Linked DNA regions of Sus scrofa: region 2 is linked to region 1. The links are chromatin contacts, called in public Hi-C maps. All regions are on one chromosome and are shown on one strand. The core of a region is the stretch at or near the end of the contact, and the rest is flanking DNA. Distances in the headings are between cores, read along the strand shown.

Region 1 (5,530 bases), core at 2,049-4,548:
CCTACAGAGGTGCCATGCCCTGTTCTGCACTCTGAGATTTGGGGAACGTATTCATTGACTCGCTTAGCGAAAGCTTTTCCTTGCCCACCCCAGCAAAGATAGAGCTCCACCTCCTAGCGTGACTCATGGTGGATCCTTCTCGCCCTGCAGGGATGTGTGTGTAAGGGAAAAATCGGCTGGTGGCTGTCGTAGTGTTTGACACGGAGCCTGTGTGTAGGTTGCTAAGTTTTGTTCCAGAGTAAATATGTCAGGGAGAGGGGAACTTGGAAATTCTCATTGCTGGATGGGGAGTCGAGGTAATTTGGGGGTCTCTGCTACGGCCGTCCCATTTGTATGCTTCTCATGGCCTCGATGGGCTTGGGGACACCAGTAAATGGGGGAAAGTGAAATAGTGGAACTGCTTCTTTGGGCCACCCTGGCCTAGAGAAATGGGTCTGAGGACTTAGGAAAGAAAGCTGAGCAAGGAGAGAGCAGTACAGAACAGAAAAACAAAAGGAAGGTCTTTGAGGGGTGAAACTCTTCAGGGACTTTGGTCAGCTCTTATTAGTGTTTTCTGCCCAGAGGGTGTGCTCCCTTCTCCCATTCTGGTTTTGCACTGCAGTAAACCCGGGCAGGGGGCATTGTGTGGGCTGAGAGTTGTGGAAGCCTGCCCTCTTTTGTTGGTGCTTAATGACTTGGAAACTGAAATAACACTCCGCCTACCTTTCTAGAGACTCCTGGCAGCCTAAATGGAAAAATTGCGTCAAGTGAGCAAAAAATAGGGAGGAAAGGGCCCTTGAGCACCCAAAAGCTATTATGTAAAAGTCCTAGCAGATAAGCGCCGTGCTTTGCACTCTGGGAGACTTGCTGATGTTTACGGGACTGACTGAGGGGACGCCCTCATGGGTTAGATGCTGTGCCAGACACGGCACCTCATTCCAGTGGCCCTGCAAGGTGGAGATTGCTATTGGGCCCCTATTTTAAAGTTTTAAAAACTGAAGCTCCAAGGGATTAAGTGATGACTTGATTAGTTCCACCCTGCAGGTTAAGTGGAAGAATAGGAATTTTTATTATTAGAACTATCTTGTGCCTTTAGAGCCTTGGACTTCCTTGAGAAAAGGATGAAAACTGTGGACCTTGAAAACACATGTGCACCCACCCGCATGCACATACCTACCTTCGTTCACTGTCAAGGTGCTTGCAAACTCTGGGGCTGCCTCTGGATCCAATTTATCAACCTGTGAATCTCCAATTTATTCCTTCTCCCAAAGTTGGGGTCCCCCCCCCTTTTTTTTTTGTTTTTTAGGACTGCACCCATGGCATATGGAGGCTCCCAGGCTAGGGGTAGAATCAGAGCTATAGCTGCCGGCCTACACCGCACAGCAACGCAGGATCTGAGCCAGGTCTGCGACCTACACCACAGCTCATGGCAATGCTGGATCCTTAACTCACTGAGTGAGGCCAGGGATCGAACCTCATGGTTCCTAGTCAGACTTGTTTCTGCTGCGCCACAATGAGAACTCCTCCCAGTTTTTTTTTTTTTTAAGACAGGTTTCTGATTTCCTAATCCATAGCAGATTAGATGGGGAAGTGTAGCTGATGGCCTGACAAAAGAGGTAGAAAAATTTAAAAAGCGACAACGGAGCCATGTTCCAGGAATGGGCACTTCTAACAGCGTCCCTTGGCCAGTGAGAAGTGGTTTGACTGTGTTTTCCTCTGTGTAAAAACAGGGACCTCGTAAAACATTTTAGAGGACGTCATAGCTTTTAGGATTAATAGAAAGTTGGTACATGTATACTTTGTTACCCAAAGGGGGCTGGTTCCAGGCGCCTCTGCAGAGACCAGAATCTGAAGATGCTCAAGTCCCATATATAAAATGTTGTAGAGCAGTGATTATAGCCGGCCTTCCATAGTCAAGGGTTTTGTATCCCTGGGGACAGAGGGCCATCTGTGCTGTGGTTATGTGGAAAGGCCACCAGGAGCAGCGCCCGGCGTAGCTGTGGTGATAGGTCAGTTTTCCGTGTGCAGTAGGAGGCTGTGGTCCTTCTTTCCTGTGTCTTTTTCTGGCTGGCTTCTTCCTTAGGTCAAGAGCTCCTGGAGGACAGGGACACCGCATCTGAGTAGCTCAGCTCGGGGTGCTCAGTGCCTCCCCATCACTCACATGCTTGCTCTGACACCTCAGTGTGTGGGGGGTCAAGTGCTGGTTCTGCCACTGACTGTGTGACCAGGCAAAACTTTCTCTGAACCTCATTTTTTTTTTTTTTTTTTTTTTTTTTTTTGGCTTTTTGGCTTTTTGCCTTTTCTAGGGCCGCTCCCACGGCATATGGAGGTACCCAGGCTAGGGGTCCAATCGGAGCTGTAGTCGCCGGGTACACCACAGCTACAGCAACTTGGGATCTGAGCTGCATCTGCGACCTGCACCACAGCTCACGGCAATGCTGGATCCTTAGCTCACTGAGCAAGGCCAGGGATTGAACCCGCAACCTCATGGTTCCTAGTCAGAAACCACTGAGCCACGACGGGAACTCCTCTCTGATCCTTCTTATCTGTCTGTAAAATGAGGGGGCAGGACTTAGATGAGCTTAAAAAGTCCATCCAGATCTACATTTCTGTGATCCTGGCAGAATTTTTTTTTTTTTTTTTTTTAAGTAGACACTTATAAAGTGATTAATGTTTTCATGGTGATCAAAATGACATTGACCCCAGGCACTGACCTATTCACCTTGAAATGGTTAATTTTATGTTAAAGATGACCTTGACCCAGCTATGCTGATATACAGTGGACCCTGAAAGTTGAAGGTGGCTTGTTCTGCCAAATAGGGGCTTTCACTAGGCTTTAGTTAACATGGTCCAGGGTTTGGGATTTTTCCCATGGGAAGGAAAGTCATCCAGAGGGAATGCTTGTGTTTGTTTGGTGAGCCAGCACTCACCATCCCCTGCTGTCAGCACTGTGTCCCTCCCAGAAGATTCAACCAGAGGGCAGTCCGTGGAAGAAACGCTTTTCTTTTTATTAATCCAAACTCTGCAGTTTTCCAGAGCGACCTGCAGCTGAGTGGTTGCCTGGATGGGCCTGTGAATCTTTCCCAAATAGCCCTGGGCACAAATTGTTCCTGAGCCACATGGCAGAAAACAGATTCAACTTTTAAACAACGTTGCTTTCTGGGTCACAGATTATAAGAGACAAACCATGGTTAAGTTAGACTCCAAAAATTTGTGATAAATCTGCCTGGGCCCCAGTCAAGTTTACCTTTGTGTTGTCTGTGAAATATTTGCTCTGCCTCTTGGAAATGTAAACGACCGAAGGTCTTGATGAATTTTGAGAACAAACTGTGACGGCCTTGAAGCTTTGGTTGGTTGTTTATATATAGACAGATGCTATTAAGTACAGACCTGTCTCAACCAGTCGCTAGAGCAGGCCAGGCGGGCCTTCTGCTCAGAAAGTCGAGCAGTTTGTGTTCCTGCTTGTCCTTGAAATGACAAACACTGTTTTCAAAGGGCACACACAACCATGCACACATCAGTGAGGCCATGTATGGCAGCATCTTCTAGAAGGTGGTCCCAGCTGAAGCACTTAGTCCACTCCAACTTCTCCTTCCTCGTAGGTGCCCTCCTGTCTGTCCTGACAGTTAAAGTCTGGCCCTCCCATCCTCTCCATCCGGAAGCCAGAGTCCCTCTGCTGACACTCCTGCCCCCAGTCCCGTCTCTGGTCAGACTGTCTCCCCACGGGCATCTGAGGCCTCCGCTCTGTCAGTTGCTGTTGCCGTCTAACAAAGTCACTGCAAAACCTAGTGACTTAAAATGACAGTAATCATGCCGTTAGCTGCAGCGTTTTGGGCTGGATATCCAGGAGAGCCTTGGCTGGGTGCTCTGGCCTGGGATCTTGGGCCATGGCAGTGATAGAGCTGAGGCTGCAGCGGGGAGGGCCTGGGGCACCTTGGGGTGGCTGGGTATCTCACTCCAGAGTCTCGGGGCCTCTGCACGCGCTTTCCGAGTGGGCTTGGAGGTTCTCCCTCACAGCGTGGCCGCCTTAGGACAGGTGCGCTGTTTTGTAGCCGCTGGGGGCTGCTGGCAGTGTCCACCAAGCAGAGTAGAAGATGAGTGATCTTCTGTGGCCTGGCCTCAGAAGTGACTGGTCATTTCTGCTGTTTTCTGTTGCCAAAAGCAGTCACAACACTCTCCCCATCCCAATCGGAGGGGGACATGGCCTCCACCTCTCAGCAGAAAGAGTGACAGGGTCACATTGTAAGAGGGGCAAGTAAGAGGGGTGGGAGAGCTTGTAAAAGCCGGTTTGGGAAACTGTTACAGTCGGCTCACTCTCTGAGACACAACAGTATTCCTCTAAGTCCTCTGTGGAGAAAGCTTTGGGGGCTCCTGATCCCCTCCGGAGAAGTGGATTTAAACATTTCAAAGGCCAGACAACATGACACAGAAGCTCTACCTGTACAGTAGACAAGAGCAGAACTGCTGGGAGCAGCGAGGTCCAGCCCCCGGGGCCTGAGCTCTGTGGAGCCCTGGGGCCTGCAGGGAAAACCGTGGCCCTCTGAGCAGTTCGGGTGTAACCCGGCCTTGCTGGGGGTCCCCCTCTCGGCCAGAGCCACACCCGCAGTTGCCCTTTGTCCTCAGCACACCTCTTCCCCGCCTCTCCACCGGCTCACTGCACCTGCTGCCGACGTGTGGGCCAGTGATGACCGGCTCTTAACCCTCTTCTTTTTTTTTTTTTTTGTCTTTTCTTTTAGGGCTGCACCCACGGCATATGGAGGTTCCCAGGCTAGGAGTCTAATCGGAGCTGTAGCCGCCGGCCTACACCAGAGCCATAGCAACACCAGATCCAAACCGTGTCTGTGACCTACACCACAGCTCATGGCAACGCCAGATCCTTAACCCACTGAGTAAGGCCAGGGATCCAACCTGTAACCTCATGGTTCCTAATCAGATTCGTTTCTGCTGCGCCATGACGGGAACTCCTCAACCCTCTTCTGAGAAGGCTTTTGCCGTTTCCTGCACCATCATTCATGTACCTTTACTCTAACGTTTTTGTTTGGGGGATAGGTGTGTTTATTGTATTAAACTTTTGAGTCTCTCACATGTTGGGACATGTCCTGTTCGCATCCCCACCCAGGGAATAGCTGCTGTTTGCTGCTGATTTCCAGTCAGTCTTTGCCCTTTTAGTTCATTCCGTGGGCCATGTTTTACTTTCTGCAAACGATTGACAGCACTGCCTGGTGTCTAAAAAGTCCTTAGTAGATATTTTTCAGCTGAAGTGTTTCACTGAACTTCTTACTCTGAAAAATTGTTCTGGTCTGTATTAACAGTTGTTTGACTTGTTGTAAGGTGATTTTAATCAGTTTCTGTTTCTTCAAGTCTTGAGAAAAACGAGCAGAAAGTGAAATACTCCCTAAATCAGTTTGTATTCTAAAAAAAAAAAAAAAAACAACACAACCAAAAATCTAAACTAGCCCTGCGGAGCCTCACCAGCTTAAAGCAGAGAGGCCGTCCCCTCTGTATCCTAACAGCTAACAAAGACTCGTCTTGCATCGTTTTCTGTATAGAT
Region 2 (5,300 bases), core at 2,682-5,181, 200 kb before region 1:
TCCCTCCTCACTGGGATGCTGTGGATACTCTGGGCAGCGCGGGTCCTCGCGGGGCTGGGCAGCCAGGATGTCTCCCGGACGTGCTGTCATAGCTGTCAGTATTCTAGCGCCAGGAAAGCTCACTTCCATCCCCGTGTCACTGTGAATTCTTGTGCCCCCTTGGCTGGCTGAAGCTCAGGTGAAAACAATTAACCCTGAAATAGACTGTATGTTTCTTTTGGATGCCCCAACAGAGCCCCAGGCCCTGAGACGCCACACACATCATTGTCTCCAGCTCTGTCCTAACCCGAGTCAAAGAGGAGGCAAGCCAAGCCAAGGGCTTGAGCCTCTGTGAATCGAATAGAGCAAGGCACTGAGGCAATACCAAAATCTGCCAGGAGATGGCGCTGCAGGGCAGAGTGTGTGTCAAGGATTGGCTCCGAGGGGCTCTTCCCAATGCCCCCCAGCCTCATCTTCTGTAGGACTCACTCGGCCACTGCAGAAAGTGTGGAGGAGGGAGGCTTCAAAGAGATTCTGAAAGGAGGGCAATGCTCACAAGGTGGTCCTCTGGGGGACTTCGGGGAAAACGCACTGGACCAGGAGTCAGGAATCCACACATGCTGTGGGACCCTGGATGCTCTGGCCTCCGTGTCCCCTGACCTGTAAAATGAGTGAGGTGCTCTGGACAGTGGTTCCCAAACTTGTTAGAGCCTGGGAATTCCCTGGGGATTTGTGGAGTGAACTTTCTAGTGTGGGGGTGGGATTCTGCCTTTGGGGGGGGTTGTTTGTTTTCGACAAGCTTCCACTGTGGTTCTGATATGCAGGCCAGGCTTGAAATCTGGTCCAGCTTGGTCAGCCTGGGATTCTGTGTCTGGGAACAGCCCCCAGAAGGACCAGGTGGGGCCGAATTGGGAGCAAGGGCCAAGGATGGCCCCTCTGGCCCCACTGAGGCCAGTGCTAGTCAGGCTGGCTTGGGGGCGGACATGCCATTCAGAACAATCCCACCCTCAGCCCAGCAGGCAGCAGGTGCTTGGCAGCATTGGGAAGGGGGAGGAGTTGGGGGCATCTTGCTCAACCCTGTAGGCTACCTGCGACCACCCCCATAGCGCTCCCCTCTCTCCACCGGGCAAGTTCTGCCCAGGTCCTGCCCCTTCTCCCTGCGGGACGTCTCCAGAAGCAGAGACAAGTCTCATCCCACTGGATCCCAATGCCTGGGTGACCTGCTCCCAGCCCAACGGGGAGGGGTGAGGCGGGGAGAGCAGTGGGAGGTGAGTCCAGACAGTCAGCCCGTCCCCAGGGAGTCTGTGTCCTGACCCAGGCTCTCACCCACACGTTTCCGGTCTCACTCACAAGATCGACAGCAAAGCCCATGTTTTCAGTTCAACCACATCCTAAGAAAATAGAACGGACTTGTTCCTAACCAGCAACCTAATTTTTCAACACGCTTCGCATCCGGCAGGCCTCCTCACCTCCTGGGTCCTCTTCCGTCCCGAGGGGATCAGCCTGGGTGTCAGGGTTGGACCAGAGCACACTGGCAGAGGCCCATCTAAGGCCAGAGCTCCCTGGGCCTTCCCTACAGGCCTCAGAGAGGTCCGGGGACTTTTGTCCTAGACCTGAGCCCACCAGGATTCCCCAGAAAGGTGACTGGAGCACGGAGTGAGGTTAGGTTTCCTTAGGACTCGGTGTCGAGCCCGGGGTTGTAATGAAAGCACAGGGGATCATGGGGCTGTCCTGGGATTGGGATTAGGAGAGGTTAGGACTGAGGCTGTGAGCCTGGACCAGGCTAAAGGGGGGCAGAGCTGAGATGGGGGCTGCGGTTAATAAGACGGTTTAGTGGAAGATGCGATCATGGTGTTTCAGGGGCATCACTGGCCTGAAGGGTGAGGGCTGGTTATTATGGGTCGGATTATAGCAGAGCTTGAAGAGAAATGTCATCAACGGAGGCAGAAGGCCACCCGCCTATCTACCCCCCTCGACAGGGTACGGCTGAAGGTCAGCTGGGCCTGCAGAGGCGGTGCTATAACTCAACGCACCAGGCCCAGCTTCTCCCCCACTCCTGGCCAGGACTCCAGAGGAGGGGATGGGTCACACCCAGCTTCCCCAGGCCAGTAGCCCTGAGCTCCAGCAGAAGCGTGGCCCCTGGAGCCTCCAAAGTTCAAATTCCAGCCTCCCACCCAGGAGCTGTGTGACCTCTGGAAGTAAGTACCCGCCTCCCTCAGCCCTAAAATGGGGAGCAGAGCCTTTCCCTTGAGAACGACCAGGAGGATGCAGCGCGAGCACCCAGCAGGCACCCTGAACTCAGGCCAGTTCTCTTCCCCCCGGGGGATCTTGGGAAGGGTGGGCAGGCATCAGAACCAAAGTCAGGTGCGGGAGCAAGGACGCAGAGAGGACGCCAGGCTGGTCTCTGCTTCCCACCCTCCGGCCCAGCCCCCAAGAACATCCCCTGCCCCCACTTCAAACTGGGGTTGGCTCTTTGCTAGCACGTTTTATTTTTTGTTGGCTTGGCTTTTGTTTTTTCAAGCAGCAGCTCAGTTGATCTTTTTTTTTTTTTTTTTTTTTTTTTATCTTTTGTCTTTTCAGGGCTGCACCCCTGGGGCATGTGGAGGTTCCCAGGCTAGGGGTCTAATTGGAGCTACATTGCCAGCCTACACCTCAGCCACAGCAATGCCAGATCCAAGTCACGTCTGTGACCTACAGCTCATGGCAACGCCGGATCCTTAACCCACTGAGCAAGGCCAGGGATGGAACCCACAACCTCATGGTTCCTAATCAGAATCGTTTCCGCTGCGCCACAACGGCAACTCCCCTGATCCCTGTTTTTTTTGTTTTTGTTTTTTTCTTTTTTTTTTTTTTTTTTTGATACAAGAGTCGGATCTTCCTTCCTGAGACTTGAGAGTCTCACTAAGGTTCTCACCCCTTCCTCCCCAAAGGTCACACAGCAAGTCATGGGACTCCCAGAATGCCAGAGTAGGAAGGACATTCCCCAAGCCAATCCCCTTGCTTTGCAGAGGGGCTGTCCCCAGGCCCCCAGCAAGTCAGGCCACACAGTGCCCTTCCCCGGGACCATGCAGTTCCCTGCAGTTGGACACTTGTGATCAAGCACCTTCTAGGAGGGTGGAGAGGGTAGTGAAGGAGAGGGCAGGGGGACCTGGGGCTCACGCAGGACTTCAGAGCCTGGAGGGAGGTTGAGGGAGGTGGGTTAAGAGGAACCAGTTGTTTGGGGCAGACGGATGCAGTCAGACAGCTGGAGGGGGTGGGGGAGGGGGGGTGCTCAGTTCCAGTTAAACTCGGGCATGCGGTTAGGGGAGAGGAGAGAGCTCCGATTTGCGGGAACTCCAAGGGCAAGGCCAGGAGGTTCTCAGGCTTGTGGGTCTCAGCCCAGCACACTGCTCCCTGCCTTCCAGTAGTCAGAGCTGCTTCTAACTGTGGCCGAGGCCTATTCTAGCACTCTTTTATATATTCATCTGTGCAGCTTACAGCGATCCCAGGAGACACTTACCGTGTTTCCCCCTTTCATTGAGGAAGACACCTAGGCACAGGAAGGTTAAGAGGTTTGCTCAGGCTTATACGATCAGTGTTTACCAAAGCCAAGATCTGGAGTTCGCTTGTGGCTCATCGGGTTAAGGACCCTGCATTGTCACTGCAGCTGCTCTGGTCGCTGCTGTGGCTGGGATTCCACGCCCGGCCCAGAAACTTCTGGAGTGGGCAAGAGGCCCGGGCTCCCCACCCCTGCCCCATCAACAGTCCAGGTTCAGCCACTGCCACGGTCAGCAGCTTGGGCCGCCCCAAGGGGCAGAGTTCAAATCCTACCCGGGACTCACCTGCAGATGAGCATGTGGCGGTGGCGGACCCCTGGCTCCTTGGAGCCTCAGGAAAAGGATGACAAGATCCTTCCTCAGGGCTGTGAGGAGGCCACCATGAGGGCGTCCTCAGCCAAGGGCGGGTGCCTTCTTACACCTCTGCCCCCACTCCTTCACTCCCAAATCCAAGGCCTCCGGATCCTCAGAGGCCTCGTGCCTACACCGGACCCATCGTGGGGCTGCTGACAACATGGAAAGAAGTCCCCTGGGGGAGGGGAGAGGACACAGGCTGACTCCTTCCAGCACGGCGGAAACTGAAGTGACAGCTGTGTCTCCTGCACAGGGAAGAGGTAGTGACTAACTCGGGTTTATTCCCTTGGCAGGTTGCTGGGGAAGGACGGACTGGGGCTGAGAGAATGCAGGCCTCTGGGTTGGGTTTGTGGGGTCCTCTCCAGGTTTCACACCCACCAGAACCTCCCTAGCATCTCCCCTGAGATGCTTCCCAACAACTCAGATGTCTGGGCCCCAGGCCTGGATACTCTGCCAGGGTCTGGGGTGTGACCCAGGGATCTGTACCCCCTCCCACATGATTCTGAGGCCCAGCTAGGCCAGAGATATGGTATGGCCACCCGACTTCCCAGGGAAGGGTCCCCCCATAACAGCACTGCTGACAGGGGTCACTGGCTGGGCCTAGTACCTGGAATCAAGCCATAAAACCACACCGCCCCATTTCCTCTTTTGGGTAAATCTGAATTTTTTTTTTTTTTTTTTTTTTTGCTTTTTAGGGCCATACCCGCAGCATATGGAGGGAGGTTCCCAGGCTAGGGGTCGAATCAGAGCTATAGCTGCCGGCCTACACCACAGCCACAGCAACTCAGGATCCAAGGCATGTCTGTGACCTATACCACAGCTCACAGCAACACCAGATCCTTAACCCACTGAGCAAGGCCAGGGATCGAACCCACAGCCTCATGGATCCTAGTCGGGTTCATTAACCGCTGAGCCACGATGGGAACCCCGAGGTAAATCTGAATATTTGGGGTCCTTAAGGCTAAAGTACACCGGGATTTTCTCGGTTCACTGGTCCACTCCCCCCAGAGCCCTCCCCACCCCCCAAACAGACACAGGCCTTCGGTGCCACGGTTCCCAATAACCAGCCTGGGGTGGGAGGAGGCGGAGGGCAGGGCTGGCAAGCCTTTGGGAGAAGGCAGGCCTCTCCCCAGCTCCAGCTTCTGTCTTCCGTCACCTCCTCTGGAAACCTTTCCCACTTAGGGGCCCAACTGACTAGGATGGAAGTTTCTACCTGGAGGCTTGGGTGACATCTGGATTCCCACAGCAAACGTGGGATTTGTGGCGCGTTGTTTTTCAAACCGATCCGACCAGATGCTCCCAGCCCCCACCTCCCCGTGTGCTCCTCCCCCCTTCTCCCCCCTCACCGCACCCCCCAACTCCACACACACAAAGGGTCTGAGTCTCGGCCATTCTCCACAACCGACTGTGGCAGTTCAAACCCCAGCTCAG

The links. Hi-C and Micro-C count contacts between places; a contact is called where the count stands out from the background.
Region 2: a Hi-C map of omental adipose tissue shows a contact between it and region 1, with 1.6 times the contacts expected there. The contact joins two enhancer-like sites. A contact is called at or near these places in 4 of 47 Hi-C or Micro-C datasets (fetal heart ventricle, mesenteric adipose tissue, omental adipose tissue and 1 more) and 2 of 2 datasets of contacts at active chromatin or transcription factors (alveolar macrophages and skeletal muscle).

What each region holds. Positions count from the first base shown.
Region 1 is chr6:77,859,764-77,865,293 of Sscrofa11.1, reverse strand. The region is part of intron 1 of CAPZB (capping actin protein of muscle Z-line beta subunit); the gene reads left to right. Among named protein-coding and RNA genes, the nearest start is that of CAPZB, 50 kb to the left of the region's middle. Within about 2 kb of position 3,298, at least 22 of the 83 cell types and tissues checked have an H3K27ac peak or open chromatin away from gene starts, as enhancers often do. A contact at or near this core is called in mesenteric adipose tissue, omental adipose tissue and retroperitoneal adipose tissue, where this site is marked.
Region 2 is chr6:78,062,337-78,067,636 of Sscrofa11.1, reverse strand. The region is part of intron 1 of NBL1 (neuroblastoma suppressor of tumorigenicity 1); the gene reads right to left. Among named protein-coding and RNA genes, the nearest start is that of HTR6, 12 kb to the left of the region's middle. Within about 2 kb of position 3,931, at least 10 of the 83 cell types and tissues checked have an H3K27ac peak or open chromatin away from gene starts, as enhancers often do. A contact at or near this core is called in mesenteric adipose tissue, omental adipose tissue and retroperitoneal adipose tissue, where this site is marked.